Regions from separate parts of the Hordeum vulgare genome. Here region 2 is linked to region 1. The links are chromatin contacts, called in public Hi-C maps. All regions are on one chromosome and are shown on one strand. Each heading gives the region's core, a stretch centred on a gene start, on an enhancer-like site or on the middle of the called end of the contact. The rest is flanking DNA. Distances are from core to core; before and after follow the strand shown. Region 1 holds the start of LOC123451029 (F-box protein At1g55000). Region 2 holds the start of LOC123447322 (suppressor of disruption of TFIIS-like).

The links. A called contact is a pair of places that touch in the nucleus more often than the background predicts.
Region 2: a contact with region 1 is called in a Hi-C map of leaf, with 5 times the contacts expected there. The contact joins the promoter of LOC123447322 here to the promoter of LOC123451029 in region 1. A contact is called at or near these places in 2 of 6 Hi-C or Micro-C datasets (leaf and seedling).

Annotation. Positions count from the first base shown.
Region 1 is chr4H:13,068,835-13,076,219 of MorexV3_pseudomolecules_assembly, forward strand. It overlaps LOC123451029 (F-box protein At1g55000), which reads right to left and starts at 4,312. Exons shown (of 2, transcript XM_045128047.1): 1 at 3,786-4,312; 2 at 2,358-2,938. The coding sequence starts at 4,136. The coding sequence ends at 2,564.
Region 2 is chr4H:13,328,515-13,335,899 of MorexV3_pseudomolecules_assembly, forward strand. It overlaps LOC123447322 (suppressor of disruption of TFIIS-like), which reads left to right and starts at 2,868. Exons shown (of 7, transcript XM_045123913.1): 1 at 2,868-3,036; 2 at 3,135-3,298; 3 at 3,404-3,441; 4 at 3,529-3,616; 5 at 3,719-3,946; 6 at 4,240-4,305; 7 at 4,990-5,443. The coding sequence starts at 2,988. The coding sequence ends at 5,181.

The DNA.
Region 1 (7,385 bases), core at 3,062-5,561:
AAACGAAAAAACGATGAATTTCTTAACCATTTTTTGAAAATACGGAATGTTTCTTAAAACAGAGAACAAATTTGAAAGTGTGAACAATTTTTTAAACCACGAATATTTTTAATCTTGAGAACAAATTTTAAAATCAAGATTTTTTTTGAAAATACTGAACAAGATTTGGGACTGCGAACAATTTTTTAAAACATGAATATTTCTTGAATATTGAGGACAAAATTTTGAAACGGAGGACAATTTTGAAAACCCTGAAGATATTTAAAAGCGTGAACAATTTTTAAAAGCATGGATTTTTTTTTGAATCTTGAGAACAAATTTTGAAAATGAGGAAAACCAATTGGTTCGTTTTTTCTTTCCATTTTCCTTTTCTTTTTGTATTTGAAGCAAAAACATTTTTCGAATTCGAAGACCAATTTTGAAAATTCGTGAACAAATTTGGAAGCACGAACAATTTTTTAAAGCACGGATATTTTTAAAACTTTAAAAAAGGAGAACAATTTTGAGAAACCCGAACAAAATTTGAAAGCGCGAACAAATTTTTAAAGCACGAACATTTTTTGAATTTTGAGAACCGATTTTGAAACCCGGAACAATTTTGAAAAATCCTAAACAAATTGTAAGCACGGACAATTTTATAAAGCATGAATATTTTTTAAATTTTAAGAAGAAATTTTAAAACCAAGAACAAATTTAAATCTGATGAACAAATTTCGAAACCGAGAACAATGTTTTGATAATACAGAACATTGTTTTAAAATCGTCGACATTTTTTGAAAACCAGAACATTTTTTGAAACAGATACAGAAAAGGAAAAAACGGAAAAGAATAAAGAAAAAGAAAAACTGATTCAAGGAACCTTCTATAAGTTTTTAAAAACCGGTTAAAAACCTCTAAAAGATTTCCAAAACCGGGTGATGTAATCCCACTAAATGGGCCAGCCCATTTAAAATCGATCCTCCTCCCGCTCTGTGTGAAGCCCCGACACCGTTTCGCACAGAGCGGCGAATAGGGTTTTCTTGACCTGACTACTAATTTACGTAAATGGGGTTGTCTAAAAAAATGTAAATGGGGTGGGAGATGGACCAATACCCACGCTTGTTGCGACGGATCCGTCGGCCCGTACGTCCCTCTCGGCTGTTCTGCGCGCGGCGCGTAGCGACTACCTCGATCGGACTATTTGCACTGCCGGACGACGGCACGCCCCCCTCACTCCGGGTGACGGGTGGTCGCGTAAGCTTCAACCGGGTATGAAGCGCCACTTTTGCCACTCCAAAAAAATGGACTTTGTAGTATGTAGCCGTCATATGACTTTGAGCTTGTTCGGCAACCATCCACCTCCGTAAAATACATCAGGCAACTAAGAATTAGCAAATCCTATATTTAAACTGACGCGTAAGTGAACCCGGATTCGATGTATGGGCTACAATGAGTGCAACAAATAATTTAGGAAACAAGATTTCACTTCTACTTCAACAACATATGCCTTAGAGCAACTCTAGCAAACCCCTTAAAACCTCGCGGCCCGTATTATTTCGGCGAGTTTACGGGCTTGGTTTGATTTTCTGGCCAGACCAGACCCCGTATAGTCGGGCCGGCCCATAAACTTTTTACGATGGCCCGAAAACGTACCCGCCCCCTTTGGTATATATCCGGGTCCGCGACCGCGATACGGGTCGAAACCCTATCTCCCTGCAATCGCGATTGCCCATTCCCCGCTTCAATTTCTCATCGACGGTGGCAAAAATTCGCCGCCCCGTCCACCGATCCTTCACGATATGGAGCGGGATGTGGAGCTCTAGCCGGCGCGATGGCGACGACCCCAAGCGAAAGCGTTGCTTCGTCCCCTATGCGGCGAGGAAGCGGCCCGCCCTGCCATACACCAACCGCGGTCTTGAGCCACCGACGTCCCTTCTCCTTCGCGAGAATACAAACGCAAGTAGGCGCTCCTTCGCCACGGGTTGATGTCCGGCTCCTCCACCACGGGCAGTTCCTTTGTCGGTGCTCAAACTCGTAGACGCCCCTCGCACCGCTCAAAAAAGAGCCGAAGGATCTCCCGCCGCTCCGCGCGATGAATGGGGAGCCGGAGCCAGAGCAACGGGGAGTCATCACGCCGGAGGGTTACCTCCCCCCCAACGGAGGCGGATGCCATTGAGGCGGCCATGGTCGTGCGCTCCATGTGGGACAGGGAGGAGGAGCAGCGTCGACGGGACGCCGAGATCGATCGGATCCTCCTCCAGCAAGGGTTCGCGACGACACGGGAGTTCATCGCCAACCAAAAGGAATGGCGGCTCGTAGCGAAGCAACATAACGAGGTCTACGTCGACCTAGTGAGTCCTGGCTTGTATGCCACCCAGTACTTGCTACAATTATTACTTTCTAAGTCCACCTTACATGTTTCTTTAGTTTCAGCTTACAGAGGTCCACAGTTTCACATTATATTACACACAGGAGAGGGCAATACAACAATGGTTCAAGCAGAAAAAAGTAGGTAGAAATCATCAAATGGTATATACTCACCTATACACCAATACCCTTGTATATACTTCCCACTGACCTGCATCTAATGGCCCTTTTGTCGCTGCTCCCACCTAAGGTCCTCCGAGAACTCCATCATAGCAGCTCTCGGATCGCCGTCTGTGATGGATAGGTAGTACTCAGCAGTTCCGTCATCGACTTGCAAGCTCCGCCTCACCGACTCGAGAATCCGTTTGCTTTGCCTTTTTGCAGCTGCGGCGTTTGTCACGGATTCTGTATTTCCATTCGGGTGGCCCTCGGGATAAAAGACCGCGACTTCTCTCTTTGAGTTGTGATCCATCTCAATGTAGCATGTGCTACCCAGCAGGATTTCTGGATCACTGATTGGTATCAGAAGCCTCTCCCTTGAGTAGATACCGTGGTCACTCATCATATTGTTGAACCGTTTGATATCAGTCACCTGTTTGAAATTCACACAATATCAAATACGTTTTGATAGAGAATAGAGAATGTTTGCTCACACAGGCACAGTACAACTGTATAACTTTCTGAAACAGTGGAAACATTTGCCTGGAATGATACAAATTACCAGCATTCAGCCACTCACAAATGAAGTAACTGAGGATACCAATTGCTTTCAAATTTGAGTTGCATCAACAACTTTGTCAATAAAACTAGTCCAACAAGTTTGAAACTCCGTGTGGTCAATGTTTCGGATTAATTCTATATCAGCGGCAGTGAACTTAAAAAGGGTTATTAGCTGAAGGTGCATGGGCACTCTACAGCCTTACTATCAATTGTGGCGACATTATGGAAACCAAACGTCGAGAGCTAACTCAATTACTTTGAGACCTAACAAAGTGAGCCACTACAGCCTTAGTATCAATTAGAAGTTTAGAACACTCAACATTTTAATTGATGCAGCTGAGCAAAGAGTACTGACAGGCATATCATGGAAGCAGCGTATCTATCATCAAACATTGTATCATGAGCATTATCAGATAGCCAACGGTTAAAACATGATGAGCTATGCTAACGACAGCGTGGTGAGTCCTGCGACAGTGAGCTTCCATGGTATCCAATAACATTAGATTATCTGTTAGACAATCTCTCGCGTCAGACATCTTGCAGTATTTCAATACTATGGGATTCGATGCTACCGCGGAATCTGCCAATTTCAGTATGGGTTGGTGTCGCTGTTGCCTCAGGTAGCAGAGCGAACACACATCACGATTCAGCTAAAATCAATACCTGAATAATAAGCTGCAGACGGGGAGGATGGATGGACAGAGAGCGAGAGATGATACCTGGACGGAGTACTTGAGCGCGACGCCGGGGACGGTGTCCCCGCGCCGGACGGTGTGCGAGAGCGCGAAGCGGGCGAGGGATGCGGCGCGCCAGAAGGCCCTGGTGGCCGGGTCGCCGAGGACGCGGCGCACGCCCCATGGCGCGCGGAAGGCGGCCTCCAGCACGGCGCGGTCGGAGGCGACGGCGCGCCAGAGGCGGCAGACGCAGGCCGCCCGCGCGACGTCCGCGGGCGGGAGCCGGTGCAGGACCGCCCGCAGGAGGTCGGCCGGGAAGTCGCCGCCGCCCATCGGGGACGGCTCCTCCGGATCGGGTTTGTCCGGGAGGGCGCGGTCTCCGGCGCGGCTGGTCATGGCGACCGGGAGGAGGAGGAGGAGGATCGCGCGGGTGGATGGATTGGACGAGGGGGAAGAAGGCGGCTTGTGCGGTGGCGCGGGGCGTGGTTGACTGGTCGGCAGGGGAGACGGAGATGTGGTTGGTCCTCAGGGGCGGTGCGTGCACAACTCCCGGACCGCACCACACCACAGCACCGCAGAACTCCGCCAGGCCTTGTGTTAACTTTTTCTTTTTCTGCAGGATAAAGTCGGGTATTATTACCCGTCCTCCAAGAATTTAAAAAGTCCGTTGCAACGAAAAATATCATAATCTTCAATGGTCATGATCGTATTTTGCTGCATCATTCAGATAGACTATCACTTTCAGTTTCATGATTATGGACCTTCGAAAGACGGGCTCGACATGGCCTGTAGGAGGAACCCTCCTCGTGTTACACTTGCACGCAGGAAGAGGATAACATAGACCATATCTTGGTGCAATGTGTCTATGCGAAAAAGATTTGGCATACTTGCTTCGACGCATTGCAACTAATGATGGCCGCTCCGAGCAGTAGGGATACTCTAGTGGCTCAGAGCACGGAAAGGTTTTCAAGGCGATGACAAGCAAGGTTTTGACTCTTTAGTCATTGGTGCGATTTGGTCGCTTTCAAAGCAAAGGAACACTAGAGTCTTTAGCCGTGTGGAGCAATTCAGAGACCCGAGAAAGCTAGCCAGGTGGATCCTTGAGGAATTTTATGATTGAAGACGAGCAGCAGTCGGTGTAGGTGGTCTAAATAGATTTGTGAGACAGTGACTCAGTTGTATCGGTGGGAGTAGGTGTACTTATGGTTGATTTTCACATTGACCGTAGGATTCTTATAAATATTTTGATCTCTTATATAAAAATATGATACGTCATTGACATACTCTTGAAAACAAAAACTCTTAGTTTCGTGAATCATGAACTTTTTTAAAACTTGAAATCATTAACATTTTTCATATTCGTGAATAATTATACTATTTTTCGAACTATTTCTAGAGTCAATAACATTTTTTGAATTCATGGACATTTTATAATATTTGCAAACACTTTTTAATTATTGTGAAAAAAATCTACACAATTTTCATGAATGAGCGAACATTTCTAGAATTGACGAACAATTTTTTGGAACTTGATGGAACAATTTTTAAAATTTACGAACGTTCCATGAGTTGAAACGGGAGAAAAAAATTCATATACACTATTACTCGCAATTTCATGAAATCATAAACATTTTTTAACTCGTGAACATATATGAAATCATGAACATATTTGACTTCATGAACATTTTCTACTATTTGCAAACATTTGCTTTAAACCATGAACGTTTTGTAAACATTTCTTTGAATCGACAAACATTTCTAGAATAGACAAACATTGTTCTGAAAATTTCTGGCACAATGTTTGAAATTCATGAATATTTTTTGAAATGCATGATCTTTTTTGAATCAGCAAACATTCTATGGCTGAATAAACTATTTTGTAGGTCACGAACAGTTTTTTAATTTTTTGGATATTTTTCCATTCATGAACATTTTCTGAATTGGGAAAACTTTGTTCAGTTTCATTAATACTTTCTAATACACACACTTTTTAAAAACCATGAAAAAAATATGAATTTCCAAAATTTCAAACATGGTTTGAATAAGGAAATATTTTTTATAAAATCATGAGCTTTATTTGAATCCAGAAATATTTGACTTCATGAAAATTTTGGAAGTCCCAAATTATTTAAAGAAAAATTGCAAAAATAAAATTTAAAAACAGGACGCCCAGACATGGGCCGGCCCAAACAGGTGTTATGTGTTTTCTCACATCGCGAAAAGCGTAGTATAGGAGGTCCCTACTGCATGGGCCGACCCAGGCGGGGGATTCTCCTGTGTGAAACTTGTTTTATCAGTTATAGGTGGACTTGCTGGTTAATATTTTACAATTTTGGGCATTTTATATGAGCAACGGGGCACCTGCAACCACGACGCCAGGGGTGGAGGGGGGAGCTCGTCGGATTTCGAGTGGCAACGCTGCCAACGTTGAACAATGAGAACAATGGATCCATTGCTGCAATGCGTTGATTCGTTGGAGTGCGCACGCTCATTACCGACCCGACCAAAGTGACTGTGAAGAAGGACCATTCTGACGCCGTTTGCCGGCGAAGGCACACTTGTGGGACTCCTTCCGCTTCCACAACCTCATGCGGCTTCGTTTTTGGCCATATCGATGCTCTTCAGCGACGAATTAAACCTTTATGGCGACAACAAATGTGGTTGAATCTGGCGTCGCTGAGGAAGAAGAAAGCGACGAGGGGTGGGACTGCGGCGTGGCTAAGGGGAAGCGTCATGGGTGAAACGGATCTAGCTAGTGCTTACTATCCCAGTTTCTAAATATAAATCATTTAAAAAAAATTAAAGAGTATATACAAAGCAAAATGAATGAACCTATATTTTAAAAAGACTTATATACATTCTTATGTAGTCTGTATTGTAATCTTTTAAAAGACTTATATTTACCAAGGGAGGGAGTAGTTTCATTGAAGATTTTTTTTTCCAGTTAAATTTAACATTTGGGTTGTTTAGCGGTATATATACAATTAGGTTGTCCGCTAGAGTTGCTCTTACGTACCAGCTATAGTTTTTCTTTCTCCTGTTTTATCGTCGGCCATTTTTTTTCTTTGCGTTCTCCAGCCTTAAATGAAGCGGCAAATTGATAGAGCGGAGAAGGGAGATACTGCTAGCTAGCATGTGTGAGCAGATTTAGCAATGACTGATATGTGATCCGATCTGATACCCCTAGGCTGGGAAGCCGGCACGTCCAATCCAAGATGGAAACAATCAATTGAAGGCAGCTAGCTGCATGTTCATGGCCTGTTCCAAGTTGGGACTGACGCCGATGATACTTCATTCAATCAGCGTCTGAATTGAATGGGGGCGGGGCCTTCCTTCGTCCAGCGCGGGGTCGTTTTCGGGGCGGCCATGCCCACCTACGTCGCTGCCGGCGCCGGACAGGCCAGCGCTGCTCGCCGTCCTTGCCACAGATAGGACCTGCTGTTCGCCGTCGACCGGTGGGGCGTTGATCCTGTCGGGCAGATCGGTTGGCGGTGGTTGCCCCCGGCCCCGGCTGTTGGCCTGTTGGAACTACTGTCTACTGTGCTGTGCTGGTGGTGGTACCACCGCCATGGCCTTCAATTCTCCGTCTCCATCTACTAGCTAGCTGGTACCCTTCTCCTTGGTCCGTCGATTGATGTCTACCGA
Region 2 (7,385 bases), core at 1,618-4,117, 260 kb after region 1:
TACACCCAAAGCACTCCTACGGTATCCGGGAGTTGCACAATCTCACGGTCGAAGGAAAAGATACTTGACATTAGAAAAGCATTAGCATACGAACAATACGATCTAGTGCTAGGCTTAGGATTGGGTCTTGTCCACCACATCATTCTCCCAATGATGTGATCCCGTTATCAATGACATCCAATGTCCATGATCAGGAAACCATGATCATCTATTGACTAACGAGCTAGCTAACTAGAGGCTTGCTAGGGACACATTGTGATCTATTCATTCACACATGTATTAGTGTTTCCTGTTAATACAATTATAGCATGAACGATTGACGATTATCATGAACAAGGAAATATGATAATAACCATTTTATTATTGCCTCTAGGGCATATTTCCAACACCACTTCGGCCTGCTGTGGCCCAACAGCCCAGTCGTTTCTGACCTAGGCAACGGTGCGATGAGGGCCGTCGGATTAAATCCGACGGTTGCCCGATCCTTTCGGTGGGATAAAAAGGGCAGTCACCTGGCCGAAACCCTAATGGCGATTCATTTCCCCCACCCGCGCCGCTCTATCTGCTCTGCCCGACGGCTCCTCTCGTGCGGGCCCTCTGCTCCCGCAGAGCTCGGCTCCTCGAGCGGTGGCTCCATGCCCCGCCGAGCGCTGGCCGGGCGGTGGCCGCCGGCGGTGGCAGCCGAGGGCCCCGCGCCGTGCGCCGTCTGCCCCGCCGAGGAGGAGGCCGTCGGGGTTGGTCGACGGGGAGCCGGGCCCTTCCCTCGTGCGGTGGCTCTAAGGCCCCGCCGAGGTGGCCTTCCCTTCGCGCGGTGGCGCTCAAGCCCCGCCGACAGGGATCCCGCGGTGGCTCTCTGCCCCGCTCGGATCTGGCCCTTTTTTCTTGTGGCCGCTGGCCGTGGTGGCCTAAAGCCCCACGTCGTGTGCTTCCTTGCAGGTGGTCGTGCCCCTTTCCTATCGCAGCGGCGGCGCCCTTCACTCCCCTTGCCGGTGCGCGCCCTCTCCCGAGGGAGAGTGCGCCGCCATCAAGGGAGGTGTTGGGATGCCAACTACCCTGCCGTTCTTTTCATCCTTGAGCAGTTCAATGGCGCCATCTCCGTCCCCTTTGCAGGCTGCGCGAGCACCTCTAGGGTGAACGCGCCACCGTCAAACGGTTCGGTAGTGGCGCCCTTTGCCTTTGTTTTGCATAGTTCCCCCCTCTCTTTTTTGTTGTCTTTTGTCGGTTTCAATCCGATCTTCTTTTGAATCGAATATGATCCATACTTTGTTTTTTTCCTTTCGGATCTTGATACGTACTTAGCCCCCGAGGGGGTAGGTTCTTCTTCCACGCACCTCGGCTTGCCGATGCGTGTGGGGATCGAGAGGAACAGGCGCGGCCTTGCGGCGGCGCTTCTTTTTCGACGAGGCCATAGCCATCCTCGGTGCCTTGCCCATCTAGGGTTCGTAGGGGTAGGGAAAAAATGCTTTCTTTTCTTTGTACCGAATAAATCTCTGCCTAGTGGCTCATGATACCAATGTTGAAGCCGTAGATCAACTAGGCATAGATAGATCCGGAGTTACCATTGTACTCACCTAATCCCGAGCCCGAGGAACTCCCTGCTCCGGCCATCGGTGCCGGTGTAGTCGTCGGTGGCGTGAGGGAAGGGGTGTGGTCGTGGGTGGTGCTTCCCGTGAGCACTGCGCTAACCCTAGATCGGAAGGGGATTTAGGTGGGGAGTCTGGCGGCGCGGTGAACCTCGTACCGTGCGCCCCGCCCCCCACCACTTTATTTATAGCTCAGATCACAGGGGCCCACCAACCATAACAGGTTGGGCGCCCCCGATCAGGACGCATAGATCAAGGGCCCGGTGGGCTGTTGGGCCCACGCGGAAGAGATCAACCTAACAAGTTCTACTCCCTCCGTTCCTAAATATAAGACCTTTTAGAGATTCTACTAGAAGACTAAATACGGAGCAAAATGAGTGAATCTATACTCTAAAATATGTCTATGTACATCCTTATGTAGTTTATAGTGCAATCTTTAAAATGTCTTAGGAACGGAGGGAGTACCTCACATGTATAAGGTATACCTTATCGAGAGAGAAAAAAGTTATGTTTGTATCGTGTTTAAAACAAAATTTGTAAAGTGGTAGATACGCAAGGCAACTGTGAGCCAAGAGCCCAAGACCGAGCGACCGACCGCCGTCCGAACCCACCCCGAGCACGGAGAGGAGCGGAAGCCGACGGAGGAGGCACTGGTGCTGGGTGTGGGGGAGGACGAGCTGGAGCCAACGTAGGAGGTATGACGTTGAATATGGGGGAGGAGGACATGGATCTCAGGGCGGAGTAGCATGTCATCTTGAACTTCATCTATTCGAAGTCGGTTTGCAGAGGATAGACGTCTTTGTTGGCAACAGATGAAAGTGACGCGGGCTTCGATAAAAACGGCTCAGGCTACGACAAACGCGACACTGGCTACAATGAGCAAGGATCAACGAGAAGCTATCTCCAACAATAACAAATAATAGGATAGCACATATGATTTTCTTCTGCCTGACTTTTTAATGTATTTACAAGACGAAATATGAAAGAATTGAATGTAAACATTAATTAACGAACGCGTCCGCGATCATTTAAGGGTTTGGATGTGCAAGCGTAGATGCTTAAAACCTGGACCGACCGACTGACCGACGTCCCAACCCATTCCGGCCACGGAGACGCGTGTGAGCTCCGCGACGCGGACGCGAGGAACACGAGCCGCTTCCCCGGAACACAGCCGATCAGAATCGGAAAGCCACCTCACCCACATGCACGCGTCACCGCACCAAAATTCCCTGTCATCCACACCCTCCTTTTTCTTCTTGCGCTCACCTGCTCTGCTCCAGCTCTATTTAAACGCCCCGACCATCGCCCGTCTTCCCTCGCTCCCTCGCTCTGCACATCAAAATCACCCCAACTCTTCTCAAGTTTGAAGAGGCTCCTCTGCTCCTCGCAGCTAGCTCTCCGGCCATGGCGTTCCAGTCCCCCGTCACCTCCCCCTTCGACTGCCTCCTCATCGGTAATCAATCAAGCTGACGACATGTACCTTTCTTCTTGGTTCCAACGATCACCATCTGATGAGTTCCTCTGCTCTGCTCCGTGAACTGAACCGAGCAGACCTCGACGACACGCTGTACCCGGGCAACACCGGCATTGGCCCGGCGCTGAGGCGCAACATCGACGAGTTCCTTGTGGCCAGGTTCGGCCTCGCCGCCGACAAGGCCGCCGCGCTCCGCGCCGACCTCTTCCGCTCCCACGGCAGCACCCTCGCCGGCCTCATCGTACGTTTTCTTCTCTTCAAACCCAAAACGCACACGCCAACTTTGCCTTCTCTTTTCTCACGTGTTCGTGTCTGTCTTCCGTCCGCCCGTCGTCAACTTCCGCAGGCGCTCGGCCACGACGTGCACCCCGACGAGTACCACAGGTCGGCACGCTACAGCAACACCCACCTTGTCTTTCTCCAACTTGTCAAACTAATCGACGGCACGTCTAACCATGGATTGATTTGCAGCTACGTGCACGGGAGGCTGCCCTACGACGTGATCGCCGCCGACCCGCAGCTCGCCGCCGCGCTCCAGAGCATGCCCCAGCGCAAGATCGTAAGCACATTACCATCTCCCTCTCTCGAGCATCATTTGGTCCTCCGACTGAACAAGTACTCAAGTAGAAATGATTTGTCTTCGCCGCGTGCGCGCGTGCAGCTGTTCACCAACTCGGACCGCGCGCACATGAGGAGGTCGCTGGAGCGGCTGGGCCTCGACGAGGCCCTCTTCGACGGCGTCGTATGCTTCGAGACCATGAACCCGAATCTCTTCGGCGAGGACGCCAAGGACGACGACGACGTCGACCGCCCCGCCGTCGTCCTGAAACCGTCCGTCCACGCCTTCGCCACCGCCCTGCGCGTCGCCGGCACAAACCCACGTCGAACGGTAACCATCTGCTGATTTTTTTAAGAACGTATCGCAGTAGAAATCAACGCGCATAGCCTCATCTGCTTATAATAATTTGACGAACTGAACCCGATGGACGGAAAGTGACACCGGGGGTAACACAAGCCACCAGCTTTAAAAAACCATTAGCAGCTAATCAAGCCCTTATCAGCAATTATCTTTCGATGAAAGCAAAGCTTATGATAGTACTATATTACTTGTCATCGTCGCGTGCTTGGTTTGTGTTCTTGCCTGATCATCACAAAACTAATACGTGGATCTCTGTCTGTCAGCTCTTCCTCGACGACAACGAGAGGAACATCGCCGCGGGAAAAGCTCTCGGCCTCCGCACAGCCCTGGTAAATGAACTATCTAATTCATCTCAACCGACCTAATTTCATAAGTTCATATCGAAATCAAAAGCACATGCATACTCTCTTCATCTTTCCTCGACAGTTTATTCGACTTGCGTGTCACGATGATTCATAAGTCACAGCAATCAATCTAGAACAGAGGAAACGTGGCGCAATTTGCGCAAAAAAAGAATCGATAGCATCTAACTAAACGACGCCGAAGGTTCCGTGGCGCCGAGTCAGTTCCCAGTCGCGTTGCTGTCCTTCGTTGTTGGATGGGTAAAATTAGGTCGGCCGATCAGTCCATCGATCAGGTGGCCGGTGCGCGCTGATTAAGATAGATAGAGACGCCATTATTCCATGTATGAGCAGCTTGGTTTCCAATTAGGCCATCTGGGTTCACATCATTGGGTGGTATTATGGCGAGCGATTAGCCTGATTCTGCACATGCAAGCCTTGGTTTGTGGCTGTCATTGCCCCCAAAGAATGTGGTGGAAGAAACGGGACAAGGAAAAAAGATCTCCCGACGGAATGTGCCATCTTCCATTCCGTCAGCAATCGCTGGCCCATCGCATCAATCAGATAGCGTTTCCTTTGTCGCCGGTCGATTACGTGGCCGTCCAGCATTCAGTACAAATGAGATCGCCGTCGTCATCAAAGGACCGTCGTCTGATCGAATAGTGTTTGCAGGTTGGCAAGAGGGCGAGGAGCAAGGAGGCGGACTACGCGCTGGAGACCATCGGCGGCCTCCGGCGAGCCATCCCGGAGATCTGGGGCGGCGCGGCCGACGGCGAGCTGCAGCTCGACCACAACGTGGAGAAGAACAAGAGCATGAGGGCCGAGCTGGACGCCGTCATACAGCCCACGTCCATCCAGGCATGATCGACCCACTTGACCGCGTCCAGCTCCAATTCAGACGCTACCTGTCCATAATGCAGCGTCACTAATAAGGCCCCCTCCTGTATGTATGTCATATTGTGACCAATCTGATTGAGTCCTGATGCTTAATTATGCGTGTGTACAGTCGATATGCATGTACAGTAGTGGTACCTACCAGCTGACAGGCAGAATAAACGGCATGTATGATTCTGATCAGCACCGTGTTGCAAAGCAGATTAAACAAAGCAGCTCAATTGCAGGACGAGTCATGTGTCACATGTACTACTACGTGCGCTCTTACATTATTAGCTTCTTGTAGTATGATGGGTAGTACCTATCTATCTGTTTGATGTTGCTTGTCGCTTTCGATCAAAGTATTTAATCCCGTCCAATCCCCTTTGATCCATACGGAACCCAACAAGGCATGCTGAATAAAATGCCTTCAAGCATAAAAGAAGATGTATTCGCATATCAGAAGCAACCATACGCTTGTGAACGGATGAAGTGGACAGCACTTACAAGCATTCACATAGCCGGAATTTTTCAGGTCACCGTTCAGAGCGAAGATTGTTATAACTTTGTATTTCTCTCTGATCTATCAGTTTGATTTGGCCAACTAGATTAATTTATCTTCTGTAGGAGTGATGTGTTGTGATGAGTTAAATGTTGCGTTGCTCAATTCCAGTGACACAAAGGGACATGACACGTACTGTATTGCTTTCATTAAGGATAAAACGACAGGGTCTAAACATATTGCTTGTCTTACTTTGTCTACATCATATCATCGTGCTCCAAGAATTATTGTGTTTCATACTTAATACTCTAGATGCATGTTATATAGCGGTAGATGAGTGGAGTAATAGTGGTAGATGCATGCAGGAGTCGGTGTACTTGTTTAAGGATATGATTCCAATATACATAATCATCTTCGTGAATAACATGTCACAACTATGCGCTATTTTGTCAATTGTCCAAGAATAATTTATTTATCTACCGTATGCTATGTTCAAGAGAGAAACCTTTAGGAAAAACTATGGGCCCGAGTCTACTAAAACATAAATACAAAAACTCCAAAATACTTTGCTGCAATTTTACTGTTTAATTTACTTTATATTTATCTTATCTATTTATCAAAATTTATTCTTTGCAAGTAACGAGTTTAAGGGACTTGACAACCCGCGTTGGGTGTAAGTGTTTAGTTTTGTATGTGTAGGTGCTGCTAAATAAGGTTTGCATGATTTTTCTATTGGCTTGATAAATCTTAATTCTCACTGAGAAAAAAAATACTTATCTATATTGTGTTGCATTTTCTCTTTAAAAAAAATTCAATGTAGTTTACAATTAGCACAGTTTATGGGGAGCACATGAGCCTGAACTCTCATTTGAATTGCCTCATATTTTTTAAAATGTATCTATGTTGATGCCCAATCTGTTTGATACTTTGATATGGCATAGGCTGGAAAGACAGGTTCCAAAGAAAGTGTAAAAAAAGTCAAAACAAACGTGTAGCAAAAAAGCGAAATAAAAACGTTATTCGTAGAGCCGAAAGCTGTAAGGTTGTGTTGTTTTTGCTCCTCCTTCGTCCTATCTTTTGTACGTACCTTGATGGAGACTTTCTTTTGGGAGACCGAGATGGAGAACTGATACTCACTCGTAGGGCTCACCCCACGTTTTATAACATACCCACCAGTAGCGCTCACCCCACGTTTTTTATTCACTCTGCACATTTGCCTTGACCTAAGCCAAATGCTTATAAAGTTTTACAAAGTTTTACCAAATTTATCAAAAATAACCTAAAGTTTCGCAATAAAACATGCATGGCACGAAAGTATATCGAATGATGTTTCTAAGAGCAACTCCAATGCGGCGACCCATTTCATCTGCCCGCGTCCGTTTGGATCGCCGCGGATGAAAACAGACGCCCAACGCGCCGACCCAGTCCCAAATCGCGTCCGTTTCACGTCCGTGTTGACCCATTTCAGACCCAAATTTGGACTGGATTTGCGTCGCCGCGGACGCCGAGCGAATGCGTCGTGCGTCCCCCTCGTGTCCGCCCCGACCCCACTCGTCGGCCGGCAAATGCCCCCTCGATCGTATTAAATACGACTACCTACCTACGGGCCCGCCTGGGAGTGGGTCGTCCTTTTTATTCCAAAGCATGCGTCGGGGCCGGCCTCATCCACTTCCCCCTCCTGTCCACATCTGGC